3 separate regions of the Mus musculus genome follow, and regions 2 and 3 are each linked to region 1. Evidence: chromatin contacts called from public HiChIP or PLAC-seq data. All regions are on one chromosome and are shown on one strand. The core of a region is the stretch at or near the end of the contact, and the rest is flanking DNA. Distances in the headings are between cores, read along the strand shown. Region 1 overlaps Hdac4 (histone deacetylase 4). Region 2 has its middle 17 kb from the start of Gm28380. Region 3 has its middle 35 kb from the start of Hdac4.

The links. HiChIP or PLAC-seq counts read pairs in DNA pulled down with a chosen protein or histone mark.
Region 2: a contact with region 1 is called in a FOXA1 HiChIP or PLAC-seq map of pancreatic cancer cells. The contact joins two enhancer-like sites. A contact is called at or near these places in 1 of 115 datasets of contacts at active chromatin or transcription factors (pancreatic cancer cells) and 1 of 9 other capture datasets (embryonic tail).
Region 3: a contact with region 1 is called in an H3K4me3 HiChIP or PLAC-seq map of bone marrow-derived macrophages, with 3 times the contacts expected there. The contact joins two enhancer-like sites. A contact is called at or near these places in 2 of 15 datasets of contacts at CTCF or cohesin (large pre-B cells and pro-B cells), 3 of 484 Hi-C or Micro-C datasets (CD4 T cells and the G1E-ER4 cell line), 6 of 115 datasets of contacts at active chromatin or transcription factors (bone marrow-derived macrophages, cardiomyocytes, embryonic stem cells and 2 more) and 1 of 9 other capture datasets (embryonic stem cells).

The regions. Positions count from the first base shown.
Region 1 is chr1:91,955,078-91,957,674 of GRCm38.p6, reverse strand. Hdac4 (histone deacetylase 4) reads left to right here. Exons shown (of 27, transcript NM_207225.2): 21 at 1,514-1,633; 22 at 2,288-2,385. Among named protein-coding and RNA genes, the nearest start is that of Gm46242, 77 kb to the right of the region's middle. Within about 2 kb of position 1,289, at least 48 of the 459 cell types and tissues checked have an H3K27ac peak or open chromatin away from gene starts, as enhancers often do. A contact at or near this core is called in bone marrow-derived macrophages and pancreatic cancer cells, where this site is marked.
Region 2 is chr1:91,627,010-91,629,606 of GRCm38.p6, reverse strand. No RefSeq gene overlaps it. Among named protein-coding and RNA genes, the nearest start is that of Gm28380, 17 kb to the right of the region's middle. Within about 2 kb of position 1,311, at least 4 of the 459 cell types and tissues checked have an H3K27ac peak or open chromatin away from gene starts, as enhancers often do. A contact at or near this core is called in pancreatic cancer cells, where this site is marked.
Region 3 is chr1:92,214,188-92,216,784 of GRCm38.p6, reverse strand. No RefSeq gene overlaps it. Among named protein-coding and RNA genes, the nearest start is that of Hdac4, 35 kb to the right of the region's middle. Within about 2 kb of position 1,279, at least 138 of the 459 cell types and tissues checked have an H3K27ac peak or open chromatin away from gene starts, as enhancers often do. A contact at or near this core is called in bone marrow-derived macrophages and pancreatic cancer cells, where this site is marked.

The DNA of each region.
Region 1 (2,597 bases), core at 40-2,539:
AAGCGGTAAGAAACCAGTGGTTCTAATATATACCTGCACACAGAAACTCTTTAGTACTGATGTCTCATAACATCCTTTATACTAAGCCCACATCAGGTTGGGACAGCATTTGGATTTCAAGCCCTTCTCAGTTTCAAAAAGAACCAACAAAATATAAACCAGAAGAACAAGTCAACTTGGGTCTGGAACAGGGCCTGAGCAAGGCAGGAAGGTTGTAGTTTTCTACACCAGTGAACCTGTCCCCTCCTCCATCCTGGCCCTTCCTTAGGGAACAAGCAGAGAAGTGGCAAAAACAAACAAACAAACAAACAAAAAACAGAAGTGCCATGCAGTTGGTGGCTACATAGATGTGACAATTATGTTCTGGGAACAAGGAAGTCAGCAGGTGACCCACATAGACAGTCTCGTCTTCCCAGGGCTGCAGGACATGCTCCCCAGGGCCACACTTTGTCTTAAAATGCATGATGGTAACACACATAGATACTACTATGATTCATTTACAGTACTCATCCACTTACTGTACAGTGTTACCAATGGTTCCTCCTTCCACCAGGAACCTGGTGCGTGGCATGAAAGGCTCTTGTGTTTGTGAGCGCTGGGGCATCCATCCACAGTGTGCACTGAGCACAGATGAATGACCCTGTAGAAAAAGCTTTCCTCATTCTCTGTCTCTGTCTCTCTTCCTGTCTGTCTGTCTGTCTCTCTCTCTCTCACACACACACAGAGAGAGAGAGAGAGAGGGAGAGAGAGAGAGAGAGAGAGAGAGAGCGCTATGCAGCCCAAAACCACCTAGCCTGCCCATCCTGGAAACTAAGTCCCATGACCTACAACAGTGGCCACCGGCCTGGCAGAAACCAAAGCTGCCTCTTGATAAATGTGCATCAAGTCTTAAGAAAAGAGCTGGTCATTTTCTTTTCAGGGTGGGGGGTCACTCATGACCACCTAGGGTCAACTGCCACATATCCTATGTCAGTCGTTCTCAATCTTCCTAATGCTGCAGACTTTAATGCAGTTCTTGTGTTGTGACCCCCCAATTATAAAATTATTTTCGCCACTCTTTCATAATTGTAATTTTGCTAGTTATGAATCGTAATGTAAATATCTGATATGCAGGAACTCTGATATGCAGCCCCAAAGGGGTTGCGACACACAGCTTGAGAACAGCTGCCCTTTGTGACGTGCCTGTAAGTAGCCAACCCACAATTAGTGATTATCCTTAGGAAATGGCTCACTTACCACAAATAAGGCAGGCATGTGAGATTACTCAGATGGCTTTGTTGACATAGCAGCCTCAGCTCAGCTAGAAGCCTAACCCCATCTATCCCTTTCACTGAAGTCAGGACTACACTATGTGCTCAGAGTTACTCAGACTCTTGCCTCAGCATTTCTGTAATGCTGCATGTACCCACAATACCTGACCATGAGGTGTACCAGAGATTCCAGGCTATTCACCTAGTAGGAGGGTCGAACTCAAGGCCTGATCCTCCCTGAGCCAGTTCTCTTGTTCTCTTAGGATGTACATCATGGGAATGGGACCCAGCAGGCCTTCTACAATGACCCCAATGTTCTCTACATGTCCCTGCACCGCTATGACGATGGGAACTTCTTCCCAGGAAGTGGAGCACCAGATGAGGTATGTGGAGTGTATGAAACTTTGTGAGTATCTGGAGGAGAACAAGCTATCTTGGAGCCAGATACCACAGCTACCAAGAGAACCAGGCAGGTGCAGGCCCTGCATCTGCCACAGAAGTAGTATTTCACACTTGTTACAGCTCAGGTTGCCCTGCCAGAAATGCTAGCCTGGATTATCCTGTGCATGATTTAGGCCAGAATTTTTTCTAGTTTAGTGGGAATCTGCACACCAAATCTGGTTACATTCAGAGTGAGCAAAGCACACACTAAGGGAGGTTGCTGAGCTGCTCCCCAGGACTCCTGCTTCTCTACCTTGTGATGATACTCCCAGCCACTGTGGTTAGGGGGCATCTTTAAGCAGCATGCCCAGGGACACAGAGCTTGCCCCTGAAGATGGTCCCACAGTAGAGTCACTTTTGTCTTTCAGTGATTCCTCCTAGTTCAGGGCCTGTAGATAACTGCAGCCCTGTGAAAACTGTACCGCTGACGACAGTGCCTGGCACTGGTAGCCAGCTTCACTGGTGAGCTCACACACATATGCACGGGACATGTAGCTATCCCTGTGGGCACGCCAGTCCAATCCACCCTAGTTCAAGTGTTGGTTGTGCCAGGTATTCTCTTGAGTTGGTGACAGTTTCTCTCCTTGTGGCCGCAGGTGGGCACAGGGCCAGGCGTGGGTTTCAATGTCAACATGGCTTTCACGGGTGGCCTCGAACCCCCCATGGGAGACGCTGAGTACTTGGCAGCCTTCAGGTGAGTACCCCACTGTCCAACCACAGAGGCTGGTTCTTCTGAGTCCAGGGCAGCCAAGTCATCTGGAGACTCTGGAGTTAATTGTTGTACTGCCTCACTTCTCTTAGGAGTTCCCTTTTCTGAGAGCCTGTTGAGTCCCAGTGGTAAGATGGGGAGGTGATAGAAGGGGAAGTTTTCTGCTGTGCTAGAAAGTATTCATGAGTCACTGAAAA
Region 2 (2,597 bases), core at 62-2,561, 330 kb after region 1:
GCAAGAGCCCAACTGATGTCATCTGGGGCTGCAGCACATACCACGGCCATCTAGAGCAGCATTTTCAGCCTTCCTTTATTACAGTTCCTCATGTTGTGGTGACCCCCCATCCATAAAATTATTTTCGTTGCCACTTCATAACTGTAATTCTGCTACTGCTATGAATCACAATGTAAATATCTGATATTTCCAATGGTCTTAGGCGGCCCTGTGAAAGGGTGGTTCAATCCCCCCCCCCCGGGGGGGGGGTCTTGACCCTTTGCCTTAAGGCAATCAAGACAGTCACACATACACACACACACACACACACACACACACACACACACACACAGAGAGAGATGCCTGCAGGCTCATCTGATCTACAGGATCCCTCACTGAGACTCTCATTCCCGATGATTCTAGCTTGTGTCAATCTGACAACCACCATCAACCATCACACCACCCAACCGTGAAACACTTCCTCCACACTCTTCGACCGCACAAGCATCGGTCCCAACAAAGCAACGCCTGGTTCTGGAGTCAACGGTTCATAAAGTCACTGGGTGCTGACCTGGGGAAGACAGAGCCCACAGTAGACTGACAGACAATTTGATGTCCCTACAAGCCTCTGGTCATAAAGCAAGATGGAAAAGGTGGTGAGGGAGGGGGTGTGGGTGAAAAATCAAGGTATTAAGATAAGATGCGATTATATTAGACTCTCAGTAACTTAAACAATTGCTGTTCTTCGTGCGTGATGAGAAAATGGTCAGGGAAGAGAGCTGGGGAAGAGACTACAGGCAGAGAGGGAGCCCTGAGGACCAGGCAGAGGAAACCCTAGCATACATGTGAAAATGCTGTGAGTGAGCCTGTCACTTTGTATGCTAATTAAAAATAAAATATGTAAAAAAAAAAAAAAAAGACTGTTCTTGGGGGGGGGGGGGGCACATCACAGGGAAGTACTGTGAGTCACAGTCACAGTGCAGAGAGGCCTTGTCTCGCCAGGGTCTTTTCGCATGTCAGCATGGGTATTAAAAACAAGCTGTGCTGCCTGAGGACCAGAGTGGCTGGAGCCTTGAACTTGGCCATGTTAGCGCTCCTCCCACCCCTACATTAGAGAGCGCACCTCGTAAAACCACCTGACAACGTCATTTGCAAAAGGAAATTCTTTAAGATAAGAAAACCAAATAAATCGGCTCATACATTTTTATTTAATTTCCGAACTTTGTTTAATCTTTAACCCTCGTAAATTAAGTCCTTTGAGTAATATAACTCAGGCTCAAAATCAAAACACAGTTATTGTCTACTTGCCTTGAGAAGGTGCCATCTCCCCCTTCTCTCTGCCTGCCTGCCTGCACTTCAAGCTCATGCCTGTGGTATGAAACACATGGACTCAGCAGTTAAGAGCACTGGCTGGTCTTCCAGAAGACCTGAATTCGGTTCCCCGCACCCTCGTGGCAGCTCAAAACTATCTGAAACTGCAGGAAACTGGGGATCCCCCAGGCACAGGGTACACACATGGTACACAGAGATATAGGGAAAATTCTCACATGCACATAATAATAATAATAAATTCTGACACTTGCTAGTAACAGTGCACAGTATGACATTTCTTTTTTTAAATTATTTTCTTTATTTGCATTTCAAATGTTATCCTCTTTCCTGGTTTCACCTCTGAAAACCCCCTATCTCCTCCCCTCTTCCCCTACTTCTATGAGGATGATCCCCACCCATCCACCCACTCCTGCTTCCCCATCCTGGCATTCCCCTACACTGGGTCATCGAGCCTTCACAAGACCAAGGGCCTTGATGCCCAACAATGCCATCCTCTGCTACATATGCAGCTGGAGCCATGGGTTAATAAATGTGTACTCTCTGATTGGTGGTTTAGTCCCTGGGAGCTCTGGGGGGTGGGGGTCTGATGTATTGCTTGATGGTTTATTTTTATTTTAAAAAAATGCCACTGTGCACACTAGGGGGCTACTTATCCAAACACAGAAAACATCCAGTGTTGACCAGGATGGGGAGATAACAAAGGCGTGTGCGCTACTCCAGGAATGAACATCAGAGTAGCTACTGAGAACAGCAGGTCAGTCCCCAGAGTTAAATATAGTGAGTGTCACTGTGTTCCAGCAACCCTGCATCTGGACATTCACCCAAAGAACAGAACAGGGCTTTGAGCCCGGCACACCCAGCTCAACAGCGTTATCACCAACAGCAGAATGAGGGATAAGCTACCTGTCCAGTGAATGGATACACTGTGTAGTAGGCATGCATTGTGGACAGTCACTCAACCTTGAAAAGGAGGACATGGTGACAACCTCTAACAGGATCTAGAGGGCGTTGTGCTCAATGAAGCCATCCACACAGGCGATCGCTGCAAGATGCCCCTCAAGCTGGGTCTGCAGTGCAAGTCAATCCACAAAGATCGCCAAAGGGTAGCTGGGGAGGGTAAGGCAGGAAGGGGGCATTGCCCAACAAGTTCAAAGCCTCCAAATGTTGGGACAAAGAACTCTGTCGATGGAGGGTTAGGGGAGGTGGATGCTCCTTGGGGGATGGAAACCTAACATCTCTGGGCCATGTACTTAAAAATAGGCATGGGGTAGATTTGATGTCTTGGG
Region 3 (2,597 bases), core at 30-2,529, 260 kb before region 1:
CGAAGCACCAGAAACTGTGCGTGGTGGTGCATGCCTGTGATCTCAGTGCTTGGGAATATAGGCAGGAAGGCCAGGAGTTCAAGATCACCCCCGGCTATGCAATGGCTTTGAGGTCAGCCTGGGTCTATGCCTCAAAACAAAAACAACAAAAACAAAGCTTCCCGGTGAACATCCTTTTTTTTTTCACAACTTTTCAGAGAGAGGAAAACAATCCTGGCGCCTGGGACAGCGATGTCACCAGCACTGGGGGAACTCCATCATCTCCCACTATCCTGTGACTTGCACCAGTCAGTCTGTGCTACAGACGTGTCCTTGTAGCTCTTGGGAGCAGATCTCCAGCTTGAAACCACACTTTCCTCTATTTAGTCTCTAATAGGGAAGTCCCACATCTCTGCACATTCTTTAAAAAAAAATGAAAAAAAGAAAAGAAAAAAAAAAGACTTCTGTTGCCAAGAAGTTTTCGAAAGTTACTATTTTTGTAGGACCTATTAAAATGCAGCGCGCTCATTCCCCTGCGCTGACTCGGCAGGAGTTAGGCGCACAGGCCCTATTTCCAGAGCCCAGTTGCCATCTGGGCCATGCGCAGATGTTTTGGCAGGACAAGACCCCTCCAACACAAGTTTTTGTTCATTGTATTAAACAAAAGCAGCCCTGTTAATTTCAGCTTCATTCAGCACCAAGTCTGAAGGGGGTGGGGGGAGGGGGAGAGAATCAATATTTGCTAAGAGGAAAAGAACAAAATCAGTCAGGGGAGAAAACAATTATTTTCTGGCTTTTCATAGAATGTTACAAATAATGATGGCTCAAACCCAAGAAAATAGTTCAAAGAATTGCCCGACATCAGCCCTTTAATCTATGGTTCCGTTTACCCTCTGGTTCATTCTCTCTGAGAGAGACTTGAATCCGTGAAAAATGTTTGTGGGAATACAAACTAATTGCTCCTCTCTGCTGCATGTTCTCAGCTGGGTGAGATCCCAAAAGCAGCCCAGCTCGCAAGGGCAGAAGATGTTTGCCACAGGACAATAGGCCAAGTGTAGGTACTTCTCTGGGAAGTGAGAGTGGTTCACAACCTGTTAGGCACCCTGGAAAATGTACAGAGCCCATACAGGTACCTACAAGGTCGGGCCATGGTAGCCCCTGGACTCTCCCTGCTCAGAGGGCTAGGAAAGTGTGTGCAGTCATGAAAGACAAAGCACTGGCTAATCAGACATGACTCCTTGTGCGCAAGGGGTCACTCAGCACAAGTTATTATTATCTCCTGGAACAAAGAGCTGGCAAGCCCAGACATGAGTCACTTTATTAACCAAGGGATTAGGACTGAATTTCACAAGGCCAGAGGCCGGCCTGTCACAAAGCACTAGTACTTTTCCGGGAAATGAGGGGTTCTCCAGAGAGGAAAACATGAGGTTCCAGGCCCAGAAATCGGGGTCCGAAGTGTGTCTCCTTGCTATTACAGCACAAGGGAGGCCGTGGCAGTGGGAGGGGTCTCAGGCTGCTTCTTACAAGAACACCATGAATTTCTCTGGCTTTTCAGGATTTCCTCTGTGTTCACAGTCAGACGCTGTCAGCCTTGACTCCTGTTGGTAGACCAGAAGGCCAAAGCGGTGCCCTCTGACCCAGCCTGAGCAGAATTGGGCAGAGGTTTCAGCCTTGCCAGAAGGCCTTGCCTTTCTCCTCATCCTTTGCATCCTGTCTACCTAGGTCACCACCTGGGGCTTGGCTCTGCTCCCTTGCTGACCAGGTGGTCCTTCCACCTAATTTGAGATGGACAGCTGCTCTCTGTGTGCTACTTTTACAACTTCCAATGTCTGAACAGAAAGCCCAGAAATGCAGTAACCAGAAGGGGACCAAGCCTTCCAGCTCTAAAGTTCAAGGGCTTGATCTTCCTCAGGACGTGTGGGTGACAGACATTAAGTAACAGTCATAAGGTCTCAGTGGAATTGACCCCAGAACCTGTACTTGGGGTCAGCTGTTTCTCCAGTGATATCCTAGAGTCACCTCGGCTCCCCAAAGCTGGACTTCATGCTCCCATTTCTTCCAGGTATCAGCTACAGTGTAAATGTTTACATCAAAGAAAGGCCAGGTTCTACACTCCAGCCATATGCTAAACATTTACCAGACCTATAAGACCCAGATCACAATTCCCGGATCCCTGGAACTTTGGAGCCTCACTTCTTCCCAGCATGCCCACTGCCTGGTGTCCTCTCCACAACATTAACCCTGAAGCCATGTTGGATCTCAGGCAGGTAGCTGGACCTGTCTCCAGCTCAACCATAGCCACCAGCCACCACAGGACTCTTAGGCAGTCCAACTGCCGGATCACCTCACCCATAGAAGGGAAGAGACATTCCTTAGGTAGCCACTGTGTGCCAGGAACTGAGGTAGGTCCTGCAGGCAACCTGGCTGTTGTGGTTTGAATAAGAGTGTTCCCCATAGGGTCATAGACTTGAATGCTTGGTCACCAGCATTCAAATGGAGTAGCATGATTTGAAAGGACTTGGAGGCGTGGCCTTGGTGCAGGAAGTGTGTCACAGGGGGTGGGGTGGGGGGCTTTAAAACCCCATTGCAAGCCCAGAATCTCTCTCTTCCTGCTGCCT